Linked DNA regions of Zea mays: regions 2 and 3 are each linked to region 1. Evidence: chromatin contacts called from public Hi-C data. All regions are on one chromosome and are shown on one strand. The core of a region is the stretch at or near the end of the contact, and the rest is flanking DNA. Distances in the headings are between cores, read along the strand shown. Region 1 holds the start of LOC103649824 (Protein SAR DEFICIENT 1). Region 2 holds the start of LOC103649825 (probable leucine-rich repeat receptor-like protein kinase At1g68400). Region 3 holds the start of LOC100281198 (endo-1,4-beta-xylanase).

Evidence for each region. Hi-C and Micro-C count contacts between places; a contact is called where the count stands out from the background.
Region 2: a contact with region 1 is called in a Hi-C map of leaf mesophyll, with 2.8 times the contacts expected there. The contact joins the promoter of LOC103649825 here to the promoter of LOC103649824 in region 1. A contact is called at or near these places in 2 of 25 Hi-C or Micro-C datasets (leaf and leaf mesophyll).
Region 3: a contact with region 1 is called in a Hi-C map of ear, with 2.7 times the contacts expected there. The contact joins the promoter of LOC100281198 here to the promoter of LOC103649824 in region 1. A contact is called at or near these places in 3 of 25 Hi-C or Micro-C datasets (ear and tassel).

The regions. Positions count from the first base shown.
Region 1 is chr3:21,436,194-21,440,370 of Zm-B73-REFERENCE-NAM-5.0, reverse strand. LOC103649824 (Protein SAR DEFICIENT 1) reads left to right here and starts at 1,829. Exons shown (of 6, transcript XM_008675528.4): 1 at 1,829-2,312; 2 at 2,396-2,471; 3 at 2,585-3,274; 4 at 3,370-3,564; 5 at 3,672-3,783; 6 at 3,886-4,177. The coding sequence starts at 2,224. The coding sequence ends at 4,037.
Region 2 is chr3:21,620,000-21,624,176 of Zm-B73-REFERENCE-NAM-5.0, reverse strand. LOC103649825 (probable leucine-rich repeat receptor-like protein kinase At1g68400) reads left to right here and starts at 2,304. Exons shown (of 2, transcript XM_008675529.4): 1 at 2,304-3,895; 2 at 3,982-4,177. The coding sequence starts at 2,485.
Region 3 is chr3:21,307,523-21,311,699 of Zm-B73-REFERENCE-NAM-5.0, reverse strand. LOC100281198 (endo-1,4-beta-xylanase) reads right to left here and starts at 1,777. Exons shown (of 3, transcript NM_001372494.1): 1 at 1,647-1,777; 2 at 514-1,134; 3 at 1-425. The coding sequence starts at 1,661.

The sequences.
Region 1 (4,177 bases), core at 580-3,079:
ACGAAGAGGATATACTAAAGGTGGCATGTAGGCGATTGGAGACGACGTCTATCCAAATCTTCGCTCACTTTGGCTGGAAATTTACAAATAGAATCACTGTTGTTTAGATGTTGTTAAAGTCTGTTTTATTTCTCCTATTTTGTTTTGTTTCATGGTGAATTCAGTTCGATGGTTTTTGTTATGTTGGCCATACTTTACGTGTGAGGGTAAGGCCGGAAGGATGATTGTCGGGGGCAATAATTAGGGACACCTGAATTATCCCCTAACAAACGCACCTAGAGAAATAAGGACTAAAACTCCCGAGGGGTGACAGCCGAGCCACCTATAAAAAACCGAGACATCTCCCCGAGAGTCTCCCACCTCGAGCAGGGCTCCGCCTCGCCCGAAGTCGACGCCGCTCACTCCGCCTCGCCCGAGGTCGCCTCAGCTCAGTCCGTCTCGCCCGAGTCAGCCTCAGGCAGATGGGACAAAGGCGCTCGAACACAGGCAGGGAACAGGCGCATTTAATGCGTATGTCAACCCATGCTATGGCAGCGAAGCATAGTGGCGGACAAGACAACGATCACGTCCGTCACAGCGACATGATTACGTCTACATAACAGTGCACGCACTCCGCCTGACGCCCTATGATGGGACGCCTATACGACAAGCCGAGCGGACGGGCCTTCGGGCACAATCTCTTCGCCTCGCCCGAAGTGGGATCTAGCCCACGGGTGCAACCTCTCCGCCTCGCCCGACCCAGGGTCTAGCCTTCGAGCACATTCTCCGTCTCGCCCGAGCTCGGCCTCGGCCACCAACTGCGCCACGAATCCCACAGGCGGCCACTCCGCCCGACTGTAGCGCACATCGAGGGACAACTCGGCTAACGCCTCAGAAAACTTCCGCATCAAAACAAAGCAGGGGCTCTGATCTCGATGAGTGCAGCAGGGAATCTCGACATCATCACGCGCCAGGATGATGACGCACCCCATAAGCTGCCTTTTGGTCCATACCCCGACGCTGTTACAACCACTACGGCATGGGCGTACGGACGACCCCTTGGCCTCGGCCTCGGCTCTCCACGGGAAGTCAGCAAGCACGGACCAACTGCACAGATTCGCCGTCACGTCGGATGCCAGGCATCTCTCTTTCGAATAGAAGACCCGGCTTCACCAAGGACGCTCCCCTTGGTGTTAAATAGGGCAGTGGTCCCTCCACAGACGGGGGGATCGACATCCACACATCGACACACATAGACGAACACTCACTCCTCCACTCTGTCTTAGATATTGGCACTTACCTCAATCATCTCTAGAGACTTGAGGATTTTCTCTCTCCCGCTGTGCTTATAAACCCCTACTACAGGTACCACGGTGCGAGTAATATAAGCTACATCCTCTCTGCTGGAAGTAGGACCTTGAGTAGCCCGAACCATGATAATCGCTTGTGTCTCCTCGCACACCATCTAGAGTCGACCACACGGTATATTTACTGGTTGGTTAAGGTCCCGCGGTCCAAACACCGACAATGATTATCTAAAAATGAGAACTATGACCATCGTTTCATCAAATGTTTTTTTAAATAGCTTCAGCTCTTCCAGTAAAGATTTGCTCGTGAAGCCGATTGTAAAAAAAAAATATTACTACTTTACTACTAACTGTACCTTATTTCCCGAGCTTGATTGATTTTTGTGTTAACACAGCAGCAGACTAACAGAATTATTCCGGCCGCTGATGCACCTTCGACCGAAAGCCGAAAGAACAGCAGCTGCTTTTGTGATCAACCGGCCGGCGGGGCGAGCGATTTCAGCCGCATCAAAAATCAGAACCAGCTCGACACGACACGAGACGACATGGCGGAGCGAGAGCGAGCGACGGAGCGAGTCTCTCTCACCTCGCTCTCCTCACTTCCTCAGTCTATGACATCGGAAGATGACGTCATCGGGAGCTCTTCCTCGGTTCCTCCCACCTTCCTGGCACCTTCCTCTCACCTTCCTCTTCCCGCGAGCACACTGTGCGAGCGCCGCCCCGGCACACATTGCGGCTACCTGCTTATGCCTATATAAGGGAATGGCGGGCGCTGCCGTGCAACTCTGCCCAAACCACACCAACTCACCCAAATCATCCTACTCCTACTACTATTCGAGCAGCTAGCCCAGCCAATCACTCTGCTGAAAATACTTCGAGACCTTGGCGCACAAGAAACCGTGAACGATTGATCATCCCTGCGATAGCAAGCGCAGCAATGGCGGCGAAGCGTCTGTACAACGGGTACGAGCAGGACGGGGACCAGCCCAATGACAAGCGCATGCGCCGCCTGCCGTCCTTCTCGACGTACGGGAGCCGCCTGCTTTCTTTCTTTCTTTCTTTCTTCCCAGCTGGAGCTTCACTGACTGGCTATTGGCGTCGAATTCCAGGGTGATCCGGGAGGCCATGATGCAGAAGCACATGCAGAGCCTGTTCAGGTGTCTGGAGCCTCTCCTCCGCCGAGTGGTAAGCGACAGCTCTATTCGCTCCCATTTCTTCTTGCGAGTCAAGCCACCAAGCAAGCAGGCATCCTGATTCCTGAAGATCGCTGCTCTGTTTCGGGCCAACGTTTCGTTCAGGTGAAAGAGGAGCTCCATGCAGGGCTGACGCTGATGCAGAGCCCGCGCTACATCGAGAGGCTGCCGGCGGAGCGGGCGGCGTGGAGGCTGGCGTTCCGGACCCCGCCGCAGCTGCCCATCTTCACGGGCAGCAAGATCGAGGACGAGGCCGGGAACCCGCTGGAGGTGATCCTGGTGGACGCGGACACGGGCTCGCCGGCCGCGCTCCCGCAGGCGCTGCGCGTCGAGCTGGTCCCGGTGTACGGCGACTTCCCGCAGGACGGGCGCGAGGACTGGTCCGACGACGAGTTCCAGAGGAACGTCGTGAAGGAGCGCGCGGGGAAGCGCCCGCTCCTGACCGGCGACGTGAGCCTGGCCCTGAGGGACGGGCGCGCCACGGTGGGCGAGCTCCAGTTCACGGACAACTCGTCCTGGGTCCGCTGCCGCAAGTTCCGCATCGCCGCCCGCGTGGTGCCCGGCGCCTGGGACGGCGCCCGCGTCCAGGAGGCCATGACCGAGGCCTTCATCGTCCGGGACCACCGCGGCGAGCTGTACCGCAAGCACTACCCGCCCGTCCTCGCCGACGACGTCTGGAGGCTGGAGAAGATCGGCAAGGAAGGCGCGTTCCACAGGAAGCTCAGGCGCAGCAACGTCGGCACCGTGCAGGAGTTCGTCAGGATGCTGATGGTGAAGCCCGACGAGTTGCGCGCGGTGAGTTTGCGCTCTCTCCCAGAACGTTAGCTTGGTCTCCATTTCGTTTCGTCCTCCGTGCTGATAGGCTGCCCTGTTTCTGTGCGGGGGTCCAGATTCTGGGCGACGGCATGACCGACCGCATGTGGGAGGCGACGACGAACCACGCCAGGACCTGCGCCACCGACGACAAGGTGTACGCGCACAGCACGCCCCACGGCACCATCTACGTGGACTCCGTCTTCAACGTCGTGAGGGTCGACATCGGCGGCGCGGAGTGGCCGCTGCACCAGCTGAACAGAGGCCAGACGGTGAGTCGTCCACCGTCTCCGAACAGAAAAGAAGGGGCAGAGCGCCAGAGCTCCATGGATTTCGCTTGTTCTCTGACACGTACGTACTCTGTTTCCGGTCCCGGCAGATGGTGGTGCAGCAGATGCTGCAGGACGCGTACGAGCACCGCCACAGCCTCCAGGAGGCCGAACCCTTCATGGTCCATGGCCACGCCGCCAGCGACGTCCCACTGCTGCAGAGTAAGTGTCCGATTACCCTCCATACCGTTAGGGGTTCTTCCGCCTTGTGATTCCCCTGCAGCTGTTCTAACATCCTGTGCACGGGTGGTGCGCGACTTGCAGACGCGGTGCCGGCGCTGGTGGACACACCGCCGCTCTGGTTCCCGAACGCCGCGGAGATGGACTTCCCCGTCGACGACGTGGTCCCCGTTCCCCAAGCCAACAGCAGCTTCGGCTACCAGTGGACTGGCCAAGCGTTCCACATGCCAGGTTAACCCAGTGGTCCCGAACAAGATAAACAAGTGACCCAGGTGAAGATCACTTGCAAGGTTCCAGTTCCAGCAATAGGATGTACATTAACAAAATACTGCTACGCGGTTATATGTCCACGATCAGCGTCGGTCGGTCTGTCTGT
Region 2 (4,177 bases), core at 1,055-3,554, 180 kb before region 1:
TTCGAGACCGGGGGGTCCCTAGGCCGACGAGTGAATGTCGCCGCGTGCCCCAGCCCAGATGGGTCGAGCGCGAGGGCGAGCGCGAAGGGGGGAGAGCGAGGCGGCCGGAGACCGGCGTGAGAGAGGTGGGAATCCCGCGGCCTTCGTGTTCGTCCCACGCCCAGGTCGGGTGCGCTTGCAGTAGGGGGTTACAAGCGTCCACGCGGGAGAGGGAGCGAGCGGCCTCCAGCGAGCGCCTGTTCTCGTCCTCGTCCCCGCGCGGCCAACCCTCTCTAAGAGGGCCCTGGTCCTCCCTTTTATAGGCGCAAGGAGAGGATCCAGGTGTACAATGGGGGGTGTAGCAGAGTGCTACGTGTCTAGCGGAGGAGAGCTAGCGCCCTAGGTACATGCCGTTGTGGCAGCCGGAGAGATCTTGGCACCCAGCTGGTGTGATGTCGTGGCCGTCGGAGGAGCGATGGAGCTTGGCGGAGGGACAGCTGTCGGAGCGGTTGAGTCCTTGCTGACGTCCTCTTGCTTCCGTAAGGGGGCTGAGAGCCGCCGTCGTCACAGAGCATGCGGGGCGCCATCATTGCCTATCTGGCGGAGCGAGCCAGATGGGACGCCGGTCTTGTTCCCTGCGGCCCGAGTCAGCTCGGGGTAGGGTGATGATGGCGCCTCCTGCTGACGTGGCTGGTCTGCGCCCTAGGTTGGATGATGTGGAAGCTCCTCCGAAGCCGAGGTCGAGTCCGAGCCCCCGGGTCGGGCGAGGCGGAGATTGCCGGCTGGTGCCGGGGCGGAGTCCGAGCCCTGGGTCGGGCGAAGCGGAGTTCGTCGTCTTCTGGGGCCGAGCCCAAGTCCGAGCCCTGGGTCGGGCGAGGCGGAGATCGTCGTCTTCTGGGACTTAGCCCGAGTCCGAGCCCTGGGTCGGGCGGAGTTCGTCGTCTTCCGGGACTTAGCCCGAGTCCGAGCCCTGGGTCGGGGGGAGCGGAGTTCGTCGTCTTCCGGGACTTAGCCCGAGTCCGAGCCCTGGGTCGGGCGGAGCGGAGTTCGCCGTCTTCCGGGACTTAGCCCGAGTCCGAGCCCTGGGGTCGGGTGAGGCGGAGCTTCCTATGGAGCCTTCGGCCGGGCCTGACTGCCTGTCAGTCTCACTCTGTCAAGTGGCACCGCAGTCGGAGTGGCGCAGGCGGCGCTGTCCTTCTGTCAGGCCGGTCAGTGGAGCGGCGAAGTGACGACGGTCACTTCGGCTCTGTCGGCTGGGGGGCGCGCGTCAGGATAAGGGTGTCAGGCCACCTTTGCATTAAATGCCCCTGCGACTTGGTCGGTCGGTGCGGCGATTCGGTCAGGGTTGCTTCTTAGCGAAGGCAGGGCCTCGGGCGAGCCGGGAATTTGTTCGCCGCTGAAGGGGGGCCTCGGGCGAGACGGAAATCCTCCGGGGTCGGCTGCCCTTGTCCGAGGCTAGGCTCGGGCGAGGCGTGATCGTGTCCCTCGAATGGACTGATCCCTGACTTAATCGCACCCATCAGGCCTTTGCAGCTTTGTGCTGATGGGGTTACCAGCTGAGAATTAGGAGCCTTGAGGGTACCCCTAATTATGGTCCCCGACAGTACCCCTAATTATGGTCCTCGACAACTCTTATGATTCATCTAATGTGTTTTGAATAGTTTTAGTCCTTAAAACTAAATAGGTAGAGACAAAATTTTAGTCTCCTAACTAAACTTTAGTCCCTAGACTAAAAAACCAAACAGATCTGAAGTCTTTTAGCAAAGTGGGATTTTTGCTCAGTCTTGTTCTTTTTCTCTTATTAAATGAAGTCTCCTTATTTTTTTTCTATACTATTTATGTAAAACGCCGGCATTAAGAGGAACCTATTTTTATGGAAAGTATCTCGTCCCATATGTTGTGAGCCGGTGCGCTTAAAGTTTAGTCCGAGAGCAGTAGAGCATAGCGCTACCAACTTCTACCGCGCGCGGGAACGCAACTTCTTGGCGCCATAATGATCACCGGATTGCGCACGATCGTCTCCAGCACGCGGTCGGCTACCACGCATCCCGAGGCCACTGGAGTAGTAAAGTCCCACCGCGACAACGACGTGCCAGGACGCCGAACAACGGTAGTGTGGAGCCCAGGCGTCATCCGACCGCTCCCATCGCCTTGGTCCTGCGTCGCTCCTGCACTCCAGTCCTCTGCAAGCGGCTAGGTAGGGAAGCTCGCCGTTCGCCACCGCACCCATGTGGTGGGGCCACGATCGCAGCGGCTTCACTGTTCCCTGCTCCCGTGCTCAGTAGATAAAATAAAAGCAGTACAAAGACGGGAGGGCAAAAGGCTCCAGCGACAAGGGCAGCCACTGTCCGTGCGACGAGCACCAGACAGACAAGAACCAACCCACCGTGCCTCCGTCTCTCTCGCCGCTGTCCATTTCCTACTTGCACCGGAGCGAGCAGCGCGACCAGCGCGCGGGCGCGAGCCAACCGCGAGCCCCCAAGAAAACCACAAAAAGAAGCGAGCATGCCTCCCAACGGCAGCACTGCTCTGCTGCTCCTCCTGCCACCGCTGCTGCTGCTGCTGCTGCTGCGTTCCTTCGCCAATGCCGGCTCTCTGGATGCCGACGTCGCGGCTCTGTCGGATTTCAGGCTCGTCGCGGACCCGTCCGGCGCCGCGCTGGCGACCTGGAACGTGTCCGCGAACCCGGCGCCGTGCGCCGGGGCGTGGCGCGGTGTCACCTGCGCCGGCGGCCGCGTCACGAGGCTGGTGCTCGAGGGCCTCGGCCTCTCCGGCGCCGCCGCGCTGCCGGCGCTCGCGAGGCTGGACGGCCTCCGCGTGCTCAGCCTCAAGGGCAACGGTTTCTCGGGCGAAATCCCCGACCTCTCGCCGCTCGCGGGGCTCAAGCTGCTGTTCCTCGCGGGGAACGAGCTGTCCGGCGCGATTCCGCCGTCGCTGGGGGCGCTGTACCGCCTGTACCGGCTCGACCTGTCGTCCAACAAGCTGTCCGGCGCCGTGCCGCCCGAGCTCAGCCGGCTCGACAGGCTGCTCACCCTGAGGCTGGACTCCAACCGGCTCAGCGGCGGGGTTGACGCCATTGCGCTGCCGAGGCTGCAGGAGCTGAACGTCTCCAACAATCTCATGTCCGGGAGGATTCCGGCGGCGATGGCGTCGTTCCCGGCCGCGGCCTTCGGCGGGAACGTCGGCCTGTGCAGCGCGCCGCTCCCGCCCTGCAAGGACGAGGCGCCTCAGCCGAACGCGTCGGCGGCGGTGAACGCGTCTGCGGCAGGGGACTGCCCTCCGGCTTCTGCCATGGTGGCGTCCTCGCCTTCGGGTAAGCCAGCGGGCGCCGAGGCGGCGAGCGGCGTCAAGGGGAAGATGAGCCGCGCCGCCGTGGTGGCAATTGTGGCGGGGGACTTCGCCGTGGTGGGGCTCGTGGCCGGGCTCCTGTTCTGCTACTTCTGGCCGCGCCTCTCCGGCCGGCGAAGCGCCCGGCGACTCCAGCAGGGGGAGAAGATAGTGTACTCCTCGAGCCCCTACGGCGCCGCCGGGGTGGTCGCGGCGGCGGCCGGTGGCTCGACGTTCGAGCGAGGGAAGATGGTGTTCCTCGAGGACCTGAGCTGCAGCGACGGCCGCACGAGGCGGTTTGAGCTGGAGGAGCTGCTGCGCGCGTCCGCGGAGATGCTGGGGAAGGGCGGATGCGGCACGGCGTACAAGGCCGTGCTGGACGACGGCACCGTCGTGACCGTGAAGCGGCTGCGCGACGCCGCGACGCCGGCGGCCGCGTCCAAGAAGGACTTCGAGCACCACATGGCCGTGCTCGGCCGCCTCCGGCACCCCAACATCGTGCCCCTCAACGCCTACTACTACGCCCGCGACGAGAAGCTGCTGGTGTACGAGTACATGCCCAACGGCAGCCTCTTCTCCGTCCTCCACGGCAAGTCATCCGCTTAACATCTCCGTCGTGTCTTGATAAAGGAATCCCCTTGATAAATGCTGACTTCGAAGCGTTATTATGGTCAGGTAACCGGGGCCCCGGGCGCACGCCGCTGGAGTGGGCGGCGCGGCTTCGCATCGCAGCCGGCGCCGCGCGCGGGCTGGCCTACATCCACCACTCTGGGCGGCGGGGCAGCGGCACGCCGAAGCTGGCGCACGGCAACATCAAGAGCACCAACATCCTGCTGGACAGATTCGGCGTGGCGCGTCTCGCGGACTGCGG
Region 3 (4,177 bases), core at 528-3,027, 130 kb after region 1:
CGCGACACGAGGCCCCGCAGCCGGGCCTCCACGGCCGCCCGGAGCTGGTCGGCGCTGAGCGCGCGGACCCACGGCTGCACCGAGTTCTCCACGGCCCAGAAGATGCAGTGCCCGCGCACGGGCTTGCCGTGGCGGTCGCAGAAGTCGATGAGCTCGTCGGCGTCGGCGTAGCTCACCTGCCCCCGCACGGCCTCCGTGTAGTACCACTTGAGCTCGTTCTCGAGCACGGCCCAGTCGAAGTGCTTGGTGAAGAAGTCCACGTACTCCGGGTTCTGCATGCCCGCCTTGGTGATGCAGCTGCCGATGGGGACGCTGTTCTGGACCTGGACCACCTGGATGTGCGCCCCGGCGACGCTCGCCGTCGTGTCGTCGTCGTCGACGTCCGTCCGCCGGCTCACCTTGAGGACCACGTCACGCTTGCGCACCTACGTACAGTTGCAGTTTCGACCGTACTTAATAATCAGTTTATGGAAAATTTGAACATCATCATCATCATCATCATCGTTGGCCTACCTTGTCGGCCTTCTTCCTGAGGTGCCTGAGCCTCGGAATCTTGTTCACCGCGCACACCTGCAGATCCGTCGTGACCTTGAGGTCCACCCCGGCCGGCGGCCCGTGGACGTAGACCTTGGCGTGGCGCGGTGGCTCATCGCAGTCGACACGGAACGAGCCCTTGATCTGGCCCCACTTCCCCGACTCGACCACAGCCACGCCGCCACCGACCGGGCGGCCACCACCGTCGACGCGGACCTCGACGTGAACGGCGTGGGAGCCGTCCACGGCGGCGCCCAGGCCGACCCACCCGGCCACCCGGTACGTTACGTTGGGCCTGATCGGGGCGCGCGAGACCGCGCGGCAGAGCCCGTCCTTGTCGCTCGCGCGGCGCGCGGCCAGGACGTACCGGCCGCTGGGCCTCGGCGCGCGCTGCTGGAATTCGTCCTCGTCAGAGTCGTCGCCTTCGTCGTCGCCGCCGGCGGCGGCGGACAATGCGGCTGCCAGCGAAGGAAGAGACGCGTCCTCGTCGGCGTGCGCGGAGAGCGTGCACGAGCCGGACGGAGCCCAGCCGGCGAGCCCGTCCTCCGAGTCGCCGCAGCTCTCGATGAGGTTCGTGCCGAGGTACCTCGTCGTCTCCTCCTGCGCGCGCCGTTTAGGCAAAAGAGCCATAGACAGTTAGACACATGTGGTGTGCTCGGTGCGTGCGTGTCGGAGAGATGGAAGAGCTGCCTGTGTGTGCTGTCGAGAACATCATATCATGACAGCAGTTGGATGTGGGAGGCTTGTCAATGGCCATGGGTCGGACGACAGTTCAGGAACTGCACGTAAGACATCTCCTAAGTACTCGATCGTACTGGGCTGCCTGGATGCTTGGCTTTAAAGCCATGGCAAGCCAGTGACAGCTGCCTTGAACATGAGTGCGCCCAGGACACATCTTTTGTCCAGAAAATTCACACCAAGTTGTTGTAGGTTTCAAATAAGCTAAGGTTTTCGCGCGGCTGGTGAGCAAGCTACCACTGCTGCTGCGGATTATATATATATACGTGACAGAACCCAATTAGACTCGACACCGTAATTAATCCTAGTACCTTGTGACTAAGAGAACCATACAGATAATCTGGTATATATATGCACTACGCACAAACACATACCTCAGCGAACGCCATATCAATGTCAAACGATTGAATCGAAGGAGATCGAGGCGCTGGCTAATGACGGATCGAAGAGCGTGTGGTTGCTCTGCCTGTGGCGCTGTGGCTGCTGGCTTAGCTAGTGAGATGGATATACCAAGAGGCATGCAGGGGGGGAGGCAATTTATAAGGATGTGAGCCGGGGCATGAGAGTTCGTCCGGCGATCGCGTTCGCCGCGACGACACAACCAAAAAGCTGGAGTCGCGTGCCGGAATCCGGCACGAGGCGGTAGAAATGAGCCTCCACGGCCAGGCCAGTCGGCCTAGCTACCTAACCCCGTATCAGCCGCCCTATCTTTTGTATAACACTCAAGTTTGGGCAACGTACGAGCCAGTGACATCGGTCGGTCCAGTACCACTTGATGTCCAGGCCGGGCGTGTCGCCGACGTGCGGGGCCAGGGCTGGCTCACGACCCACATCTCAGAGAGACCGCTTGCGTATACACGCAGCCGTGAGCCGTGCGATCGGGGTCGCTCGGCTGATTATTACGGAGTGGCTTCGGCTTTGGGAGGAGTAAAACTCGCTCAACCCTTCGGTCGCCGGTGGGCAATCGCATTGCATGGGAAAACCGAAAACGCCAGTAGGGATCGCGACCTGGGCTTTGCAACCAGATACGTATGCCCGATGGGCCCCGTTCGCATGACCTGTCGACTGCATCCTGCTTGCTGCGACGGAGTTGCCGCCCCCCCCCACCCCCCCCCCCCCCCCCCACCCCCACCCCATCTCTAGTCTAAAAACTCCAAACGCTTTTTTTTTGCTTTATAAATTTGTAACAGGTCTTGTCTAGGTTTAAATGGATACTTATCCGATCCGCTGTGAAGCGTCTGCTTGAATCTGGCACGTAAAACCCACGTCGCAACGGCAAGACACCACTTAAGACCTTTTTTTATACAACCTTTGTTGAAGATGATTTTTATTATATACAAAATTTGTACCTCTCGATAAGGTAACTTTCTAGCTAGTTTGGACTTCTGTTATTTACAAATTGTTAAAAGTTTCAGCAGTATACTGTTCGTGTACTAGCTAGTGTCATCCCAGAAAAAGAAACACATATCTTTTTGTATTGCGTTAGGTAAATACTTATATACGAAAATCAGTTATAGCAATAATCGATGAAATCTACAAATTCATAATTTTGAGTTTTGTTACTTGATATGGTTCTAAAAAAAATAGTCTGAAGTTTGAGCAACATATTAGTCGTACGTGTACCCGGTTTATTGCCTTAGAAAATCGTACCTTACCTGCTGTATGGCGTCGGATAAATATACTTTGTGTATCAAAGCTGAAGCCTACGAGGAGATTTACAAAGCTTTAGTTTTGAATTCTGTCCGTTTGATGTTGTTAAGATGCTAAAAAAATACCATAAAGCTTTAGTTTTGAATCATGTTTTGTATTAATTTCACTAATAGAAAAAATGCTCAAAGCCTGCGGTGTGATATATTTTTACATACTAATTCAATTATCAATCATCTGTGCTATTTTTAGTGACGGTTACTTAAAAAAACTGCCACTAGAGGTCGTTTTTCTACAGGCATTTCCTTAAGAAAACCGCATCCATGATTTCTAGTAGCGGTTTTCGTAAGTAACCACCAATAGAAATTATTTTTATCCTTAATTTTTCGAGTTTTTTGAACGATCTCGTATGATAAAACCACCAAAATAAAAGGTTGGTTGTAGTTGACAACTTTTTTATTTGAAATCATTTCGGCTCTCAAAAATTGTATCTAAATTTGCCAAATTTAAAATTCAAATTTTGCAAACGACCTCGGATGAAAAAAGTGTCAAAATGAAAGTTGTAGAACTTCAAAAGTTATTCAATTTGTAGTTAACAACTTTATTATTTGAATTCGTTTAAGGTCTCAAATGAGCAATTTACACTAAGTTGGTTGCAATACGTGGACAATAAAACTACAAACTAGATACAAAACATACCATAGGCGGAGTGGTACACGAGGATACACGCGACATTGAGGTCTGGGGGATTCTATTCCTATAAGCTGCGTAGCGCGCGAATTTTATGTGAAAAATGTCGTGACTTGCGACCCGTGACTTCCTATAAAATATTTTTTTGTTGTTCTTAAAACCCGTTTTATGTTTTAAAAAATAGTTTTCACTATTGTGTTATTACGCCGATCGACAGTAAAAATCGATTTTCACTAGTGGTCTTCAGTTACCCTCTATAAAAATAATGATTTCTAATAACCGACGTACGTGACTAAAATGCTACTGAAACTTTTAGTTTTTAGCATTTTGACCATCTCAAATAATATAACACAAAATTAGGAATTTATGGATCTCATCAAGAGCTACAACACCATACAAGAAACATATGATTTTTCTAAAGAAAACAAAGCAACGAGTCCCGATACACGATTAATATATTGTTTAAACTTTTTACTAATTTTTAGCATCTTAACAATTTTAACTGAAAAAAATCTAGAATTAGAAAGTTATAGATCTCATACTAGTACACAAAAACTCTATAAATGCT